6 separate regions of the Mus musculus genome follow, and regions 1, 2, 3, 4 and 6 are each linked to region 5. The links are chromatin contacts, called in public HiCAR-type, HiChIP or PLAC-seq and promoter capture Hi-C maps. All regions are on one chromosome and are shown on one strand. Each heading gives the region's core, a stretch centred on a gene start, on an enhancer-like site or on the middle of the called end of the contact. The rest is flanking DNA. Distances are from core to core; before and after follow the strand shown.

Region 1 (2,966 bases), core at 383-2,882, 760 kb before region 5:
GGGACTGAGGGATGCTGGGAGAACCTGGTGGCCAGGTCTGCTTTGGCGTGTAAAATACGCACCTCAGTCCCTTGTCCCAGCATCCAAAACCAAATATTTAGGAATCCAGGCTGCCCATGGAGAGGCACCATTCAGCTCTTAAAAAGATCCATGTTATAACCATGCTTCTCTGTATTTTCAAAACTATGCTTTTCCAGTTGAAGAAATGTGTTCAAACTTTAGTTTCTCTTGTTTGCAGTTTGAAAGCCATTGTTTAAAGTGTAGACACTCCCCTCCAGTCCCTCCAGAAATACAATTAGTGTCTGTGAGAAGCTCTAGGTGAAGGGTGTGTGTGGGGGGGAAGCCAGGTGTTTCCTGTTCAACTCTTTCAGAGCACACCAGGCCTATTGGTGGCAAGAACCCCCCCTCCCCCCAAATTCCATGCTTCTCACATGACTAGCACATGCTAGGTCCACCCTCTCCTGAAGGACTCAACGGCTGCTCCTCACATGACTAGCACATGCTAGGTCCACCCTCTCCTGAATCGAATCACAGAACAGAGCAAGGACATGCACTGAACAGACTGAGGGAAGGCAGTGTCTACCTAGCCTAGACAACCCGAACACCTCAAAAGAGGCCAGCCCTGCAGCTAGTCCCATCAACATTGTTGCAGGGAATCCACCGCAGCTACAGTTACTGACTGCCCAGGCCTGGTTCTTTGTGGTGACGGTTGTGGCTTGGTCTAGGGTTTCATCCTCATCACAGTCTTGTGTCTCTATTTACAGATCCTGGAGAGAAACAACAAAGGCTGGGCTTCAGAAACTGTCCCTGACATCGTTACCCCAGAAGCTGGCTGTGCGATTTCACAGTTTGAAAGGCTAGCTCTCATTTAGTCAGTAAGTCCTATTTTGGGGATTTCTTCTGGAATAAAAGTTTAAAATGAAAAGGGCAAAGTGACTGGGAGACGGGATGTCAGAAGGGGGACACCTGCTGTATGCTTACCTACGGCCCCTAGGAGAGGAAGCACCAGGGGAGGGGAGGCGCTCTTCGGAGGTCTTAGTCTTCTTGCCCCGTGGGAAAGCACGAGGTGGCGATACATCCCAGCATGGCCTCGCTACCAGCGAACCCCCTACTCTCCCTGACTGGCCCCTCTCTCTCTGCACTGACCCACAGTGATACCAGGGACACAGCGGACAGCACAGGCCCCGGAGCAGCGCTGCTTAGGCCGTCCAGGTTCTGGGAGGCAGTGCTCAGCTGACCTCATTCATGACTCGGTTTGGTGGCGCTCTCCCACCCCTACCTAATGGTCATCCAGAAGGGGTTCTGTGAATAGATGGTCAGTGAATGAGGGGTTCAGGTTGCAGTAATCGAGGGTCAGGACACCCCATGTGCCCTGCATCATCACCTACAACCAACAGTCGTAATATGCTCTGATGTTAGGAAGTGGGGCCAGTTCTAGATCCCGTCCTTTCCCGAGGCGCGACTCATGATACTCCAGAACCTAGGCGGGGACCAAGTTTACACTGCTAGACGCCGTTTGAGGCCTCAGGGCAAACCTCGTTTTACGCACGCGCCCTCCGCCAAACCCAACTTTCTCGCTCTGCGCCTGCGCAGGGAGGCGGGGCGTAGGTATCTGAGCGCGCACGGGGGGACGGAGCCGAGACCGGCGGGACCGCGCACGCCTGGAGTGACGCGGAGAGTAGGCGAGTCGGGAGGGCGGACGGGTAGAGTGGTGCAACCTCTTGGTTTGGTGCCCATCGTCGGCCGCTCTGGGCGCCAGGACTCACGTCTCCCTGTCGAGCTGGGTTTCTGGAGCGGATCCGGGGCAAGAGGGAGGAGAGCTCGGGGTCAAGGGCCGCTGCCGCCCGCACTCGGCGGGGCCGCCAGCCAGGGTAAGCAGGTTAGGTTGCTTACGGTAGGAGCAGGAGGCGGAAGTGCCTCCGTGGCGACCCATCCTACACACGGGAACACTGAGGCACAGAGGCTACGGGGCTCTCGGTCCCCGGAGTCCAGCCTGGAGGCCTAAGGAATGGTGGGGGAGGCAAGAGGCCGCTCTGCTTGGCTCTTGGGGTGCTGCAGCTTTGCGTGGCAGGGCCGCCGTCGCGGAGCCAGCAAGCTGGATGGGGTGCCGTCTAAGTCCAGGGCTGTGGCCTGGAACGCTCCAGAGGGGACCTGTTGCCATTTCTTCTAACGGGCCGCTGCTTCCTCCTGCGCCCGTCTTGCACTGCTAAAGCCTTTTGTTTAGTCTTCTGGAACAGGGAAGTGAAGCTGATTGTCTCCCAGACGCTCTGGCGCAAACAAAAGCCGACGACGAGCAGGAGACACTCAGTGGAACTGAGTTCTGCACGGCTAGCAGGGAGAGCGTGGTTTCGTGCGTTCGCACTCCTCGCTCTTCAGAGCCCACCTGGGTGCACAGACACCCTGCTCCCAAGTTTGGATAATCAGGAGCGGTCACAACAGATTGCTTGGCAGCCTAGGGTGTGTGTGTGTGTGTGTCAGTGTTTTTGTGTCTGTGTGTGTGAGAACACAGGGCAGTGTGTGTGTGTGTGTGTGTGTGTGTGTGAGAACCCCTTTCTTTCCCTTTGTAGTTTCAAATGTAGCTTGGTTTGGGGATCGAGTTTTAAAGCCAGCCTGTGAGGCAAACATTGCATGGGATCAAAATTTTCCTTTAAGGGAGAGATCGCACAGCTGTTGATACACTCAACCCTCTCCCCCTCACACTCATAAAAATAAATCTTTAAGGGAGAACGCAGCCTCAACCTCCGAACCTTCCTGAAGAATTTTGAAGGATAATTTTTTTAGGGTTTAATGTTTATTAATGTATGAATTTATAATTAATATCACGAGTGTGTTGGTGGAAAAAATAGGCCGAAAAGGCGTCAACATTCTCAGGGGCTGGAGTTACAGGCATTTGTGAGCCAATTCACATGGGTGCTGGAAACCAAACTCTGGTCTTCTGGAAGAGCAGCAAGTGCTCTCAACTGCTA
Region 2 (3,273 bases), core at 403-2,902, 560 kb before region 5:
CCTCCCGAGTGCTGGGATTAAAGGCGTGCGCCACCATTGCCCGGCTCTACCTTTGCTTCTTAGGTGCTGGGATTAAAGTGTGTGCCACCACATGTGGTGATCATCTTTAAAAATAAAAATTATTTTGTGCGTACATATCGTGTGTGAGCATCAGTGCCATGCCTCGTGTCTGTGGAGACCAGAGGACAACTTTAGAGGCCATTCTCCCCCTTCCACCCTAATGCTGGGTTCTAGGGATTAAACTGAGGCCCCAGACTTGCTCAGCAAGCATCTTTCTCTGATGAGATGCCTCAACAGTCTATGATGATCATACTGCATGCTGAAACATAGTTTCACCAAACATCCGTGTTCTAACTACTAGAATATGTGAAAGTTGCTTTTTTTTTGTAGCCAACACTTTGCAGTTATAACTGTTTGAGGTGTTGAAATGGGAGGTCCTCTGGATTACCCAAGTGGACTGTGTTTGAAAGAAGAGGAAGGGTTGCACTAGAGCAAGGCTGTGTGGAGTCAGAAGCTTATGTGATATGGCCAGAAGTCCCAGAACGCTGGTCACCACTGGAAGATAAAAAAGGCAAGGAGAAAACTCTCTTAGAGCTCTTGCTTGACCTGTAGCCCTGTTCAGCACTTTGGTGCAGACCTCCAAAACTGTAAGCGAGTAAATTTCTGCTGTTTTGAGTTGTCAAGTTTGTAGTGATTTGCTACAGAAAACAGTCAGTAGTGCAAGTGACTTGGAGTGAGGTTTGAGCCCTAAGGCTGTTCATTGTGGACTCCCTTGTGCCAGGCACTTGTAAATTCTTTATAAACATGAAGTATATTAAGCCATTTAACCATGGAGAGTCAACTGGGCAGTCAAAGGAGTCTGGAATCCCAAAAGGGTAGCCAGAAACATCAATCAATGGGTGATCTAATTACATCACCCCCCCCCCCCCAAGAGCATACCTAAAAGAGAGGCTTGCCAGGGACCTGAGCCTAGTCCATTCCATCTTTTGGTAACAGAAGGATCTAAGAGAGAAGAGGATCCAGCCAAGCGGGAGAAAACCAGGAGCAGACAAAGTCTAGTCTGACAGTGAAGTTGAGAAGAAAGTGAGATGAATGTGTGGCAAGAGGAGAGAGCTAAACTCTTCTCCATTCTGGGGCAGAGAGGCAACAGAATTGGTCACTTCATTTAGCAACATAGAGAGGTGCAGGCCTTTAATCTCAGTACTTCAAAAGTGGAGGCAGGAGTCAAGGCTATCTTGGCTACATGGTGAGTTTGGACACCAGCCTGAATTACATGAGACCTTGTTTCAAGCAAAACAGAAAATAAAAAACTTGTGCCGTTGACAAGTGCCGTTGCAGTCTCTTGATAGAAATAACTCCATCAGAGCCATTTGTAGACGATGTGAAATCAGAGTCTGTACAAAGTGTAGGCAACTTCTCGTGTGGATGGTGGCAGGTTATAGGTTGCAGCTGGAGGGTGGTCTCGCGGTTCAGAAAGGACTCTAGTTGGCTTCAGCTGGCGGATGCTGCAGCTCGCGTTTGCTTGGTGGCAACTGATAGGCAGAGATGCTAATAGAAGGAGCAATGACGACAGAATCCCAGACAGTCGTTCAGGACTAAGGCTAACTACAATTCCCGGCAGGCTTTGCACGGGGCTCCCGGGGCGCAGGCGCAGACAGCTGTCTTCCCGCTGCAAGTCCAGGCCGTAGCCTCCTGACGCCGAGGGGGGACGGTTTCTTCTTAAAAGAGAAACAGCGGCGGCGCGCGCGGTGGGCCCCGGTCCTTCTGTGGCTTTCGGAGTGAGCACGCGGGTCCGGGGAGCGCAGGCGCAGTTTGGGCAAAGGCGGGTTGGGGCGTGCAGGTAAGACCCCACGAGGGTTGGCCCGGTGTCCTAGCATTGCTGGGTGGGCTTCCCCTGCATGGGAGGCAGGGAGAAGGCCAAGGCGCGGCTGCACGCAGACCTGGCCGCCTCCAGACAAGGAGAGCAAGTTTCCAGTCTTTTCCCCCTGCCTGCGACCCCCGTGTTCCAAGTGTCCTCCCTGGCTCTAAGAAGGGGTGGCTGGATCCGAGAGGCGCGAGCGCTGCGGAGGCACTATGGTCTCCCCATTCATTGCAGACGGAGCGAGGGGCTGTGTCTGTCCCGAAAGCCCCGACGACGACAGCACGTTCCTCCCGTAGGCCCGCACGTCTATGGCCTCTCCGGTGGCAGACGCATCCCGCCGCCGGCGGGAGAAGCGCAGGCAGCTGGACGCGCGCCGCAGCAAGTGCCGCATCCGCCTGGGCGGCCACATGGAACAGTGGTGCCTCCTCAAGGAGCGGCTGGGCTTCTCCCTGCACTCGCAGCTCGCCAAGTTCCTGTTGGACCGGTTAGGGGCCGGGAGGGACCAAGGAGGGCACCGAGACACAGCCCCAAGCCGGTTCCTACAGCCTTGGGTTTCTCGTTTGGGCAGGGTGGGCCTGCTCCTCCCCTCCTAGCCCCAGCGAATGGGAGGTCTGTAGGGTTGGCCCTGTAAGTGTGTGAGTGCGGAGACTTGAGGGTGGTTGGCTCTGAGCTGACACCAAGCTCCTCTCTGGCAGGTACACTTCTTCAGGCTGTGTCCTCTGTGCAGGTAGGTAAAAGACGTTAACAGGTAGTGGCGCCTCCTAGAGACTGAATGTCTCAAGAGAAATGGATCAGAAGCTCCTACTGGGTTCGGGAAGAGGACAAGCCCAAAATAAGCCTGCTGCCATGCCTGTGGGAAAGGAGCTTTGCCTTGGGACCTTTGGGTGTGTTTGTCCCGGCTCTAAACCAAACCAAAACAACAAACAACTGTGCATCTAGGTTGAAAACAAAAACAAGATCCCTTCAAACTCTTCAGGGGCTGAAGCAATGGCTGGGTGGTGTGCTGCTCTTGCAGAGGAACCCAAATTCCTTTCCTTCCTAGTGCTCATGGCAGGAGGCTCACTGTGTGGAACTCTAGCTGCAGGGAGATCCAACATCCCTGGCCTCCAGGAGCACCTGCACTCATGTGCACACACCCACAGATATACAAAGCTAATGACAAATAAAATATTTTTAAAAGAATGCTTAAAAAAAGAAAAAACCCAATGTCTGGGCATGGAGAGATGGCTCAGCAGTTAAGAACGTTGACTGTTCTTCCAGAGGTCCTGAGTTCAGTTTCCAGCAACCACATGGTGGCTCACAACCATCTGTAATGGGATCTGATGCTCTCTTCTGGTGTGTCTGAAGATAGCTACAGTGTACTTACATACATAAAATAAATAAATCTTTAAAAAAGATTAGAAAAAAACAAA
Region 3 (2,953 bases), core at 275-2,774, 700 kb before region 5:
GATAAGAGTTAGTGACTAAGCCGGGCGTGGTGGCACACGCCTTTAATCCCAGCACTTGGGAGGCAGAGGCAGGCGGATTTCTGAGTTCAAGGCCAGCCTGGTCTACAGAGTGAGTTCCAGGACAGCCAGGGCTACACAGAGAAACCCTGTCTCGGAAAAAAAAAAAAAAAAAAAAAAAAAAAAGAGTTAGTGACTAGGGGCTGGAGAATAGCTCAGTGGCTACTTATCAAGAGGTCCCAGGTTTGATTCCCAGAGCTCTCACGGTAGTTTTAAACGGTCTATAACGGGATCTGAATGTCCCCCTTTGGTGTGCAGGCATACATTGGAAAAACTGACACCCCCCCCCTTCTCTCTCTCTCTATATATATACATATATATATATAAAAAAGAGAATGACTATCTATCTTTTTGCCTCCACTTCCCAAGTGCTATGATTACAGGTGTGCACCACCATGTTCATTTATGCAGTTCTGGGGACTGAGCCCAGGGCTTTGAGTGTGCTAGCCAGGCACTCTACCTAGCCAAGTTACAGCTGCTACCAGAAACTCTACTTTCTAAACAAAACATGCATCTTTAAAAAAAAGTTATTTGAGAGACTTTCCAACATATCTAAGTAGCCAACAAAAATGAGTAGCATTCCTCCATATGCATGAGATCTATTAAAACAATCTGAGGCCTCAGGATGCACAATTACCTGATGGAGTGTGTGTTCTGTCACTACAGTCTTGGTCTCTACATCCCAAACCTTCACAGTTCCATCGTCTGAGCTGGTGGCACAGAGGTTGTATTGTCCAGGGTGATGAGAAAAAGTGAAACCAGATACTCTTTCAGTGTGTCCCACCAACTCTCCTACCACTGCAAGCAAAACCAGACTTGGTTAACTAAAGCACTATCCAGACAGTTAGCCTGCATGTTGCTGGACAAACAACAAGCAGATAAACAGAAGTCACTTAACACACATGGAACAGAAACATCCACAGACGAAAGACAGAAACGCTGGGTGTCATCACCACTCATCTTACAGACATCACCGTCAAGTAATTGCCCAGCGGGATCAGAGAAGGGAGAACAGCCCCCACCCCAGGGGGCGTACTAGGGGCCGGCAGGGCCTTGGCCAAGCAGGAAGGCCAGGAGCACCCTAAACGCCGGGTCTAGGCTGGGTCAGTCCCTCCAAGCGAGAGAGGCCACGTGCGCGCGCCGCCGGACCCGGCGACTTACAGAACTCCCCCAAGAGGACGGCAGGAAGGACTGCGCCGACCCGTGAGGGGCTCACCTCGAAACGGGGGCGCCCCTGGGCTCGCGCCCGCACCCGGACCCACGCGGACGAGGAAGACGGAGGTCCGCGCAGCGAAGCCAAAGATGCCTCCGGGCGCCGCGTCGCTGCAGCGTGAGCAGTACCAGTTGGGGGACGGCGGCAGCGTCCGCGGCTCCGGCTTCATCTCCGCGGCCGCCCAAGCTCAGCAGAGGAGCTCTGGGACGGTGGTTCGCAACCGCGGCGTGGAGCGGGAGGGGGCGGGATCGATTTAAACCCCGCCCCTGGAGGCGGGCGCTACGGAGCGCGTTGAGGCCCAACCCGCGCCTCTCGCTCCCGTGCGCCGCCTGGAACTAAATTCCAGGTCCTGAGGTTACATATTTTCCTTAATTAAGGATTTAGACCTGTGGAACCCGCCAACCAGCCACTGAGCACACACGCACACGCACACGCACACGCACACACACACACACACACACACGCTAAATAAATAATAAAGGCCAACACACACACACATACACACACACACACACACACACACACACACACACACGCGCTAAATAAATAATAAAGGCCAACATGATGTGAAATACCCTGTTTCTACCAACCTCAAGGTTGACTAAGAGATGAGCTAATGCGTTTGTGTGCATTTACCGCCATATATACCTGTATTTAACTAAAGCTCCTTATTTTGTCCAATCCAGCAAGGCAAGTATTATTAAGCGAGAAACATCTGGGACAGATTGGACAAGGCAGTTCAGTATCCCAATTAAGTTTTTTTTTTTTTGGGGGGGGGGGGTTCGAGACAGGGTTTCTCTGTATAGCCCTGGCTATCCTGGAACTCACTCTGTAGACCAGGCTGGCCTCGAACTCAGAAATCCGCCTGCCTTTGCCTCCCGAGTGCTGGGATTAAAGGCGTGCGCCACCATGCCTGGCAAGTTTTTGTTTGTTTGTTTGTTTGTTTGTTTTTAAATGCTACATAGCGGCGTACTTTTCCAGTTTTTGGGAGGTGTTTTAAAGACAGATGCAAGAGTGTATTTAGCTGAAATACTAAAAGAATGAATCTGAGCTCTGGCTCAGCACTCAGGCAGGAGGATTGCCATGTGCTCCAGGCTAGGCAGCCTGGGCTATAGTATGAGAGCCTGTCAAAATAAATGAAATGAGTCAGGAATCAGAAAGGACAGGAAGAGACTCTGTAGTTGGGTGGGAATTCTGATTCCTGATACTGGGGTATTCAAAGATTAAAGAGCAGAGGTTTGACATCCCGCCTCCTGCTTAATGGAGTGCCTATGCTGTGAGAACTAGTTAGTGGTGTGGAGGGAAAAAAGAATTGAACTCTGCTTACAACTCAAACCCAAGCAACTTGTTCAGATTCGACTGTACTTCTGTACTGCTGTTAGCCCTTCCTGAATGTGGCATATGGAAACTTGCAATGGCTATCATTAATAGAGAGCCCTTACCTATGCTAGCATAGCCTAAGGGCACTAAATTCAGGGTTACCAGACTCCACATTGATCACTAGTTTTGCCAGGAGCACACAAACGCATTAGCTCGTCTCTTAGTCTTTATTATTTATTTAGTGTGTGTGTGTGTGCTCATATTTCACAATGTGTGTGTATGGAGGTCAGAGGTCAAGGAGTTGGTGCTCTCTTTCCATGATATGGGGCCTAGAGACTGACTGACTTCAGCTTGTCAGCTGGA
Region 4 (2,890 bases), core at 118-2,617, 540 kb before region 5:
GGTATGTTCAGAGGTTTGTTACCATGTTTTGAGGACTGTTCTTCTTGCAAACTCCCCAATTGCAGACTTCACTCAGAGCTAAGCAAGATAGAAGTCAACTTGAACTGTTATGTCTAAATTATTTAAACACACACACACACAACTTGGAAAAAGGCCAATAACCCTACAAGCCCTCCCCGCAATTGCTTGTGAGTTCATTATGGGTTTCTGCCTATATAAACTGACCCTGAAACGAAGTTCATGATAGTAGCATTCAGTTCCAGAGTCTAAGCTATGTCTACCGACCGTGGGGTGTGCATTCAATACACTATCCCTGTCTGACTGAGATTGATATTCCTGTGGTTTGTGGGGCGACTCCTGGACCCTAACAGGGACCAGCTCTGGAATTCCTTTCACTTCAGACTGTGGAACCCCGTCCTCCTCCATTCTCATGCCTCTAGAAACACCTAAAGACTCCTTCACAGATAGGAAGGCAGCTCTTGACTAAACAGACTCTTTACCGATTTACTAAACACGGGCTATGTTCAACAGAACCCAATGGGAAGAGAATTGGGCCCGGATACGTGTTTCATCTCCAGAAAAAAAGCCTGGGGCCCCGAGGCCGTCAGACATTTGTACCACGCAAGCATCCATCCTGCATCCCATCCATGGCTTCGGTCCGTCTTGCAAGCCACACATAGCACTGGTATCCAGACCACCCATGAACGAAGCAGGGAGCTCACTGGGCTAAGTTCGAGCCTCCTCCTCCCACTCTAGGAAAGTGAGCTAACAGTGAGATCCTCTGCATTCACGCGGTAGCCGGCGTCCCGTGAGGCCGGCTACTTAGCGGGAGAGATGGCGCCCGCTGCAGGTGTCGGGAGAGGTTCACCCACCTGTCTCGACCTAGAGTCCGCCGGATTCACTGAACCGAGAAAAAAGAAAAGAAAAGGAAAAAAAAAATCACTTTTGAAAAACGACTTCGTTTTTGTTAGCAATACCCAGATAGGAGCTAGCCGAAACCGGAAGTTGCATCACCTCCGGTCGCGCCAGGCAGTGACAGTCCTTAGCCCCGCCTCTGTTCCTAAAGCAACGATGGCCGCTCCCGCGTACGACACTATTGCTAGCATTTCTCGAATTGGGAGGGACTATCGATTTTCATCACCTGCTGTAGTTTTCCTCAGCAACTCTTACTCATGCATTCATTTTATTTAGGCTTGGTTGGCGGGTGAACTGGGAGCTAGGAAAGGCGACGTCGGATGTAGAGTAGCGCCATCTTGTACGGACCCTGAACGTTTAGCACGCCGAGCGTGAGCTTACATCGGGCAATACTTGTCAGAGAGGAAAAAAAAAAATAGCGTTTTTACGCGATGGCGTATTTCCGTTTCCTCTCTGCCAGGGCGTTTTTGGTTGGACGGTCTTGTTGCGGAGGGAGGGGGAAGATTGTTTGCTCCGTAGACGCTCCCCGTAAAGCAAGGTAAACTGAGGTAAAGCCGGGAAGGGGCATTTTTTTTTTCGCCTGGTTACATGGGATGGCTGGGACTCAGACGCTGGGTCCGCGGAAGAGTATGCGCTTGGAGCCTGGAGGCTCAGATGGCCCCCAGGGCTGGAGAGGCAAGGTTGGGGGATAGAAGGTGAATTGCAAAGCCGGACCGAGGGGGACGGGCTTGGTAGAAAAAGGGTGTGGAGGAGAGAGGGTGGGGCTCAGAGGGAAGTTTGGAAGGGGAGGGACTGTGGAGGGAACAGGGACGCGAGCAGAGTCGGACCTAAAGTCCTTGAGGCCGGAGGAAAGAAGTTGAGGTGGGGGACTGGTCGGATCTCGGGAGTGTGTGTTGGGAAACCAGTGGTATCTTGGGGAGACCCAGGACGCGGAGGAGGCTGCTGGCCAAGGTTCTGATGCTGACATCCTATGTAACTTGACCTTTGTGTCTCCTGCAGCTCCCCAGAGGCGCATCTCCCACCCTCTGCTTGGACTTAGCTTTCTCTCCATCTGCCACCACAGCCTGGAGGCGCTTGCCTCCACCCTCCCGAATGGTGCTCCTCTTCCCAGGCGTCGGCCCAGGATCCAGGCCCCCTTTGCTCCTTGAGTTGGAGCTGTTGCCGCTGGGGTCTCTTGGTGGGCTCCCCGTGGTGAGGTGTGAAGAACTTTTGCACAGACGAAGCTTTAGTTATAAGGACCTCCTCAGCAGTTCGAAGCTCAGCCTCTAACTGAACGCGAGGCCCATCTGTGCTGCTTCTCTTCGGCCTTTGAGAAGAGAAAGCCCTATTCTGTTCCATCCAAAGTCCAGGAAGCCTCAAACTGGGGCCCTGCTCCCAGCATGCCAGCCCTCTCTTGTGCATAGGGCTTTGCCCTCTTCCAGCCAGCATGGCTGATCTCAAAAAGGCTGCAGGGGGCCGGGAGACTCCGCAGGGGGAACTTCGGTCAGAGGTGGTAGAGGATGAGGGCCCTAGGAGCCCGGTCGCAGAGGAGCCTGGAGGAAGTGGAAGCAACAGCAGTGAGACCAAATTGTCCCCTAGAGAGGAGGAGGAACTGGATCCTAGGATACAGGTGAGAAGGCTGATGGAGGAGGTCAGAAGTCCAGAGGCCAGACTTGCTGAAGAGCTGTGGGATCAATGAGGCCTTAGACTCCTCTCTCACAGTGGGCTGGGGTGGGAAAGGGAAGCAGACATGTACATAAAACGTGGCGGTTCAGTGTGACAAGTGTGACAAGTGCTGATGGAGAGCAGGGACCCTGCCTGAGTGCTTGGGGCATAGAACCACTCATTGTTCTTCTTTCTGAATAAGCAAAAAGATTGCTAGCTCAGGTATCTTACATATCCTGGAGGCAAGAGGAGATGGCTGAGACTGGGAGGCAGTTTGGAGGCTGAGGAAATCTCCCCCCCCCCCCCCCCACCTTTTACCTTCTTAGATATG
Region 5 (3,128 bases), core at 105-2,604:
TCCCAGAACATGGCTCAAGCCTAATAGCCCTGTGAAGGCTGGAGGATCAGCTCAGCGTTACCTTCAATGTTTTCTGCAGCCACATACTGAATCTGAAACCAGTCTGGGCTGTGTGAAATGTCTCAAAAGCAAACAGACGGAGTTGACAGTGTCAGCGCCTAAGAACTTCATTACTGGGTCAGGTGAGTAGCTCAAAGTTAGAATGCTGTTCAAGGATTGCAAAGCTCTGGATTTCATATCTACCCATCGACAGTGTTTCCTATTAAAGAGCAGGGACTGGAGGGGTAGCTCAGTGGTTAAGAACACTTGTTGCTTTTGAGGAGGACAGGGCTTCAGTTCCCAGCACCCACATGGCTATTTATATAACTATGTTTTGCTACAGTTCTGGGGCATTTTGGCACCTTCTTCTGACCTCCTCTGGCACCAGACTTGCAAATGGTACAATTACAGACATACAGGCAAAACACTTACACACATAAAATATAAGTCTTAAAAACAAGAGCCGGGCATGGTGGTGCACGCCTTTAACCCCAGCACTCGGGAGACAGAGGCAGGCTGATTTCTGAGTTCAAGGCCAGCCTGGTCTACAAAGTGAGTTCCAGGACAGCCAGGGCTAGACAGAGAAACCCTGTCTCGAAAAAAAAAAAAAAAAAGGCAAGGCCAAAGTTACTGAGAGCATGGTAGAGGCTAAATAGGTAGTTTATGTATGAGTGTTTTGCCTGCCTGTATGTCTGTCCATAGGTGTGTAATGCCCTTAGAGTTGAGAGAATTCTTGATTCCCCTCACCCCTAAGTGGGTGCTGGTTGTGAGCTGCCATGTAGGTGCTGGAAATTGAACCTGGATGCTCTGGAAGAATAGTGCTCTTAACCGCTGAGCCATGTCTCCAGCCACACTAGAATGAATTTATTTATTTATCTATCTATCTATCTATCTATCTATCTATCTATCTATCTATTTATTTATTTATTTATTTATTTATTTATATTCTCCGCGCCCCGCTCCTTTCTCTCCTCTCTGTCTCCTTTTCTTTCCCGTTTGAATCAGGGTCTCTGCCTGGAACTCAGAGATCCGTTCACCTCAGTACTGGGATTAAAGGTATGTGCCACCACGCCCACCCAGCTAAAACTTTTTTTTTCTTTTGGCATAAAGCAGTTGTTTCTGGGTTTGGCCTCACAAAGCATCCACTTTAGAGCTTCGATGTATTCCAAATGCAACGATGTCACTAACGAGTGACCGGGATGCCCTAAACTGTATATGCCCCCAAGGCGGTTTCACAGGTTCTGAACTCCGGACGGCTCCCGCGAACTTCCGGTCTATTTCCGGCGTCGCCATCTTGCTTCCGGTTTCCGAGGGGGTTGGATTGTGGCCTCAGTCCTGTGCCAGCCTGTCTGGGCGTCTGTGTGCAGTCAGACACCTGCCTTCTGGTGAGTACCGCTGGCTTCTGCCTGCAGGGGCGGGCGCCGTGCGCTGTGCAAATGGTGCGATCCGGGGAGCCCTGCGCGGGGCTGAGTTCCCAGTCTCTGTCGCCCTCGGTCCTTGATGCTGCAAGGAGACTTGTCTTCAGCCGTATCTCGTCTCCTCCTCCTCCTCCTGACCCCAGTGCCACAACTGCCGTGTCTAGTGTCCCGTTGTCTGGCAGTGACAGTCCTAGATCCTGGAGCAGCCCGACGTGTGGGGTGAACCTGTGCTGGGGCATCCCCTGGCCTCTCCCTTATCTGGAAGGCTCCTGTGTGTATTGGCTTCTGTGGAGAGTGCACGGTAATTGCACAGACTTTTTACTGCAGCAAGAACAAATGTCTGCTCGCCTCAGGTGGGCCCTTGGGGATGACCAAGGAAAGGACTCCACCACAGCCCAGCTTGGTTCTCCAGTGAGTTTGTTGGACTTATACAGAGAGAATGGATGACTCCCAGACCACCACGTCCTAACCCAGTATAGATGCTGACCTCATGGAGCCCCACATTCAGCTAACTTGTAATTTCCTGCATACTCTAGCTCACTAGGAAGGTGAGAAGTGTCATGGGCGATAATGGTTGGAATCCCAGATGAAGGTCCTTAGCTCCACTCCTCTTCTACCTAAGAGTGTAACAGTTACCACTAGATTTGTATAACTTGAGCTCCATGACCACTAGACCTGTGTTACTTGCAGTTTATTGCAGTACCTCGTGGAGTCATTGTTACAGACTTCTGGTCAGGCTCAGCTCCAAGATGGAGAGAGGCGATAGTGTTGTGCCCAGAGGGAAGCCACAAGTACAGTGGTAAGCTGTGGAGCGTGCTGCTTTGCACAGTGTGATTGCATTACTTGTAGAAACATGCAATGTCCCTGCGATTCCTGGATCCTGTGGCTCTTGTACTTTTAGTTTCTTTGAGGAGCCTTGATTAAAATTTCGATGTATGAACAGGGCATGGTAACACAGAACTATATAACCATAGCCCGCTAGCATGAGAGACCTCATTTGAAAACTATACTTTTGTCCCACTGAGGCCCTGCTGGCCAGAGCACATGAAAAGGCAGAGCTAATGGGCATTGTGGGAGGGAGCGACACCATCTGTAAACACCACAGGCAGGCACCGCTTCAACAGTATTTCCAAGGTAGTGCAATAAATCAGGGCCATGTTCATTTAAATGTACAGTCCTGGACTGAAAGCTTAGATTGCACAAAGCATTTTGTCCGTGAAACTTAAATATGTGAACCAGGAGCTGTGGATGGAGTCCTGTGTGGTACCTCTGCACTGACGGGAAATAGGAAACCCTGTTCAAGTGTTTTCTGTAATTCCTGCATCACGTTCATGATTCACGCCATGCCCGTTAAACACCCATTCCTACAGCACTGCGGTACGTCTTCATGGTAATAAAAAGCAAGCAGCAGCTACTCTCACTAAGCTCTGCATAAACTGCAGGTTTAATTTCTCATTGATTGTGTTCTTTAGATCTGCCGTGGTGGCGCTCACCTGTAAGGCACCGTTCTGGCTTTTTGACTCAGCAACTATGTAGAGATATTGGAATCCACAAACGAGGCGTAGCGAGGACCTCACTTCTCACTTCTGTTGCCCAGCTTCTCCAGCTACAATTGCTGGGCACTCCATGTGCCTTGGCGAGTGAGGAGAATGAGCAGTATTGTGGTAAGTG
Region 6 (3,115 bases), core at 336-2,835, 670 kb before region 5:
GCAGTCACCTTTGGGTCTCAGGGACAGAGACAGCCTGGTCCTAGGGGTCTGTTATACCTTCTTTGTAAATCATCACCTGTGTATGCACACACATATGGAGGCTACAGGACAACTTTGTCTGTCTTTCCTCAGAGGTTCTCCACCTTGTTTATTGACACAAAGTCTCTCACTGTAACTGGGGCTTACCAAATAGTCTAGGCTGGCTGGCCATCAGCCTATCTCCGTACTGGAGTTACTAGTACATATCACCACGTCTAACTTTTGACATGGGATCTGGAGGATTGAACTCAGGTCCCTGTGTGTGCACTGTAAGCACCTTACTGACTTCATCTCCCCAGCCTGTCAATCATCTATTGACCAAGTTCATCGATCAGGAACACTCCTGTGCAAGGGCATCTTGCAGAGTGCTGCCTGCTGTCATTTTCTGAGCGAGAGAAGTCACAGGTGGCAGAGACACTTAAAAATGAGATGACTTAGCAGGTAAAAGCACTGACTGCTCTTCCGAAGGTCCTGAATTCAAATCCCAGCAACCACATGGTGGCTCACAACCATCTGTATTAAGATCTGATGCCCAGGCCGGGAGAGGTGGCCACGCCTTTAATCCCAGCACTTGGGAGGCAGAGGCAGGCGAATTTCTGAGCTCAAGGCCAGCCTGGTCTACAGAGTGAGTTCCAAGACAGTCAGAGCTATACAGAGAAATGTCCTGTAACTCCGGTTGCACGGGTTCCAACTCTCTGCTCCGACCTCCGAGGCTCATGCACATGCACACCTATTGAAGGGAGGGATGGGGGAGGGAGGGAGTCAGGATGTTAGGGACAGTGAGTGAAAATGAAAGACCAGGTCAGTAAATGGCCTGGGGTGGGGGGAGCCCTGGGGGCATGGACTGTGCAAATGAGCACACACTTCCCATCAGCCACTTACCCTGCTAAGCAATTACACAGGGAAACTAGCCCATTCCCCTCTACCTGGGCACTCAGTGGTCCAGGGCATCACTGTACACAAAAAAAAAAGGAGAGGGGGAGGGGGAGAGGGGGGAGGGGGAGGGGGGAGGGGGAGGGGGGGAGAGTGTTTATTTTTATTTTTTGGTTTTTGTTTTGCTTTGTTTTAAATATTTTTCCTGAACTCAAGAGAAACCGGTGGGCAGAAGGAGACCACTTAAAGGTGGCATATTCTGCCGCATACTTTGATCCTGGGGAGACGACAGAATTGGAACAGGGCAGAGTAGGTGGAATTTCTGCCCCTGAGCTGAGTGGGCGGGAAGGAGCGAGTAGACAATGAGAAGCGACAGAAGCCCCAAGGAGCAGCAATGAAGGGCGAGTAGTTCTCCAAGGACCAAGTTCGCTGGGTCTCAACATGGTGCCATCATTAAGAGGGGCTCCGGAAAGGAGGTAGCAGGGTCAGACAAGGCAGCTCTGACCGAAGTCTGAATGGCAGGCTTCACGGGCAGACTTCTGACCTCTATACCTGGAATCTGGCCCAGTTACCCCTCTCTTTGAAGAAGAACGTGGCCTCTGAGTGCTAACTCCCGAAAACTAGCCATTTCTAGGAACTGAAACTGAAAGCTGTTCGGGCATCAGGCCCCGCCCCTTGGGGAGGAGGCAGGCAGGGCTCACGCCTAGAAGTTGGGGACTTACATCTGGGCCAACATAGATAGAGCAGGGTCTGAGAGGAAACCTAGGAGCTCAGGCTGCCCTTCAGCTGCTCCTGCCTCTTCTAATCGCTCTTCCCCACAGGACCCTGCCCCACCACACTTCTCTCTCTCCTGACCGTCCTGAGCCTGGATTGCAGCTTTGTAAGGCTTCTGAGCAGGTAGGTGAGGGGCTCCTGCTTGGCCTATAAACCTGCTCAGGGCAGGGGAGTCTGGGGTCAGGTGTTCCTCTGGGGCACCCTGTGCAGCAGGCACCCTCCTGCACTGTCTTCAGGATCGGAGTGCATGGTGTCTGGCTGAATCAAGTCCTTCCAATTCACCAGAGAGAAGCAGTGTGCTTCTTTTTTTACCTGGGTATCCCTGGGTTTGTGGGTCTTCTGAGGGAGCCTAGTTAAGAGAAAACAGGTGGGATTTTACTCAAATTCTCTTGGCCACTACTTCGATGACCCCTCAGGGGCCAGAGTCCAGGATCAGAACAGCCCACAGGTAATATTGGAACATTCTGGAATTGTGTAATGTGCATCTGTTCTCCATGTGCGACACGCAGGGGCTAGAACTCTGGCTTGGAAGGCTGGGTTCATAAGGAAACTTTTTGTCTAACTCTGTTGGGCATTATCTATCTGCCTTGGAGACGCTGGTTCTTCATCTGCCAGCATTTAATTTAATCTTTTGGAAGAGAGTATAACAAAATGCAACCCGACGGAACATAGTAACATAGGCAACCAATGGGCTGCCACTTCCACTGTGTATGTGACCTTTTTTGTGCAGGTGTGTGTGAGACTATTGCATTTGTGTGTGGGCCCGAGTGTCTGCTTGCCAGTGTGTATGTGTGTATAATCCAGAGGCTGACATTAGGGTGTCTTCCTCAGTCACTCTCCAATTTATTTCATTTTATTGAAATAGAATCTCTCAGTGAACCTCTTGGCTAGACTGACTGGCTGGCCAGCAAGCCCTCTGGGATCCTCCTCTGGACCTCCACCTCTCCAGCTAGGGTATTTTAGGCATGAGTATTGAAACTGGCTTTTATGTGGATGCCAGGGGTTCAAACTCCTGCTTGTGAGGCCAGTGCTTTCTTCATTGAGGCATCTCTTTCCCCCCCTTTCCCCAGAGTATTTAGAGAGATCTGGATCTTTATGGAGAATTGTAGTCAGCTTTAGATCAACCAGAAGCGTGACCAGGAACTGCTTTGTATAATTCAAGATGTCTTTCTTCTCTCCTTTCTTCCTTTCTTTTCTTTTTTCTTTCCTTGTCTTTCTTTTTGTTGGTTTTTTTTTTTTCTTGAACAGTCCACGGGGGCTTTTTATTTATGTTTTACACCTCTATAAAAAGGTGGCACACGCCTTTAATTCCAGCACTTGGGAGGCAGAGGCAGGCGGATTTCTGAGTTCGAGGACAGCCAGGGCTACACAGAGAAACCCTGTCTCGAAAAACCAAAAAAAAAAAAAAAAAAAAAAAAGAATCCCGGGA

What was found. Promoter capture Hi-C pulls out the DNA fragments that hold promoters and counts their contacts. HiCAR-type assays count read pairs that join an accessible place to other places. HiChIP or PLAC-seq counts read pairs in DNA pulled down with a chosen protein or histone mark.
Region 1: a HiCAR-type map of astrocytes shows a contact between it and region 5, with 2.9 times the contacts expected there. The contact joins the promoter of Cnot8 here to the promoter of 2810021J22Rik in region 5. A contact is called at or near these places in 2 of 39 promoter capture datasets (embryonic stem cells and hippocampal neurons) and 2 of 115 datasets of contacts at active chromatin or transcription factors (astrocytes and large pre-B cells).
Region 2: a contact with region 5 is called in an H3K4me3 HiChIP or PLAC-seq map of neural tube, with 4 times the contacts expected there. The contact joins the promoter of Zfp692 here to the promoter of 2810021J22Rik in region 5. A contact is called at or near these places in 9 of 39 promoter capture datasets (the 3T3-L1 cell line, cranial neural crest, embryonic stem cells and 5 more), 1 of 484 Hi-C or Micro-C datasets (embryonic stem cells), 8 of 115 datasets of contacts at active chromatin or transcription factors (astrocytes, bone marrow-derived macrophages, effector CD8 T cells and 4 more) and 1 of 9 other capture datasets (liver).
Region 3: a promoter capture Hi-C map of embryonic stem cells shows a contact between it and region 5, with 2.7 times the contacts expected there. The contact joins the promoter of Gemin5 here to the promoter of 2810021J22Rik in region 5. A contact is called at or near these places in 4 of 39 promoter capture datasets (embryonic stem cells, hippocampal neurons, liver and 1 more), 2 of 484 Hi-C or Micro-C datasets (cortical neurons and palatal mesenchyme) and 2 of 115 datasets of contacts at active chromatin or transcription factors (embryonic forebrain and forebrain).
Region 4: an H3K27ac HiChIP or PLAC-seq map of embryonic stem cells shows a contact between it and region 5, with 4 times the contacts expected there. The contact joins the promoter of Sh3bp5l here to the promoter of 2810021J22Rik in region 5. A contact is called at or near these places in 12 of 39 promoter capture datasets (the 3T3-L1 cell line, the C10 cell line, cranial neural crest and 7 more), 2 of 484 Hi-C or Micro-C datasets (B cells and muscle stem cells), 10 of 115 datasets of contacts at active chromatin or transcription factors (astrocytes, bone marrow-derived macrophages, embryonic forebrain and 5 more) and 1 of 9 other capture datasets (embryonic stem cells).
Region 6: a contact with region 5 is called in a promoter capture Hi-C map of hematopoietic stem and progenitor cells. The contact joins the promoter of Igtp here to the promoter of 2810021J22Rik in region 5. A contact is called at or near these places in 9 of 39 promoter capture datasets (the 3T3-L1 cell line, the C10 cell line, embryonic stem cells and 6 more) and 2 of 115 datasets of contacts at active chromatin or transcription factors (embryonic stem cells and memory CD8 T cells).

Annotation. Positions count from the first base shown.
Region 1 is chr11:58,102,338-58,105,303 of GRCm38.p6, forward strand. Cnot8 (CCR4-NOT transcription complex, subunit 8) reads left to right here and starts at 1,633. Exons shown (of 7, transcript NM_026949.5): 1 at 1,633-1,871.
Region 2 is chr11:58,305,417-58,308,689 of GRCm38.p6, forward strand. It overlaps Zfp692 (zinc finger protein 692), which reads left to right and starts at 1,653. Exons shown (of 12, transcript NM_182996.3): 1 at 1,653-1,840; 2 at 2,096-2,345; 3 at 2,557-2,588. The coding sequence starts at 2,170.
Region 3 is chr11:58,167,015-58,169,967 of GRCm38.p6, forward strand. It overlaps Gemin5 (gem nuclear organelle associated protein 5), which reads right to left and starts at 1,525. Exons shown (of 28, transcript NM_172558.3): 1 at 1,274-1,525; 2 at 695-855. The coding sequence starts at 1,439.
Region 4 is chr11:58,329,340-58,332,229 of GRCm38.p6, forward strand. It overlaps Sh3bp5l (SH3 binding domain protein 5 like), which reads left to right and starts at 1,368. Exons shown (of 7, transcript NM_024480.5): 1 at 1,368-1,453; 2 at 1,915-2,524. The coding sequence starts at 2,342. It also overlaps a transcript of Zfp672 not described here.
Region 5 is chr11:58,865,886-58,869,013 of GRCm38.p6, forward strand. It overlaps 2810021J22Rik (RIKEN cDNA 2810021J22 gene), which reads left to right and starts at 1,355. Exons shown (of 5, transcript NM_172403.2): 1 at 1,355-1,424; 2 at 2,930-3,121. The coding sequence starts at 3,107.
Region 6 is chr11:58,197,971-58,201,085 of GRCm38.p6, forward strand. Igtp (interferon gamma induced GTPase) reads left to right here and starts at 1,586. Exons shown (of 3, transcript NM_018738.4): 1 at 1,586-1,809.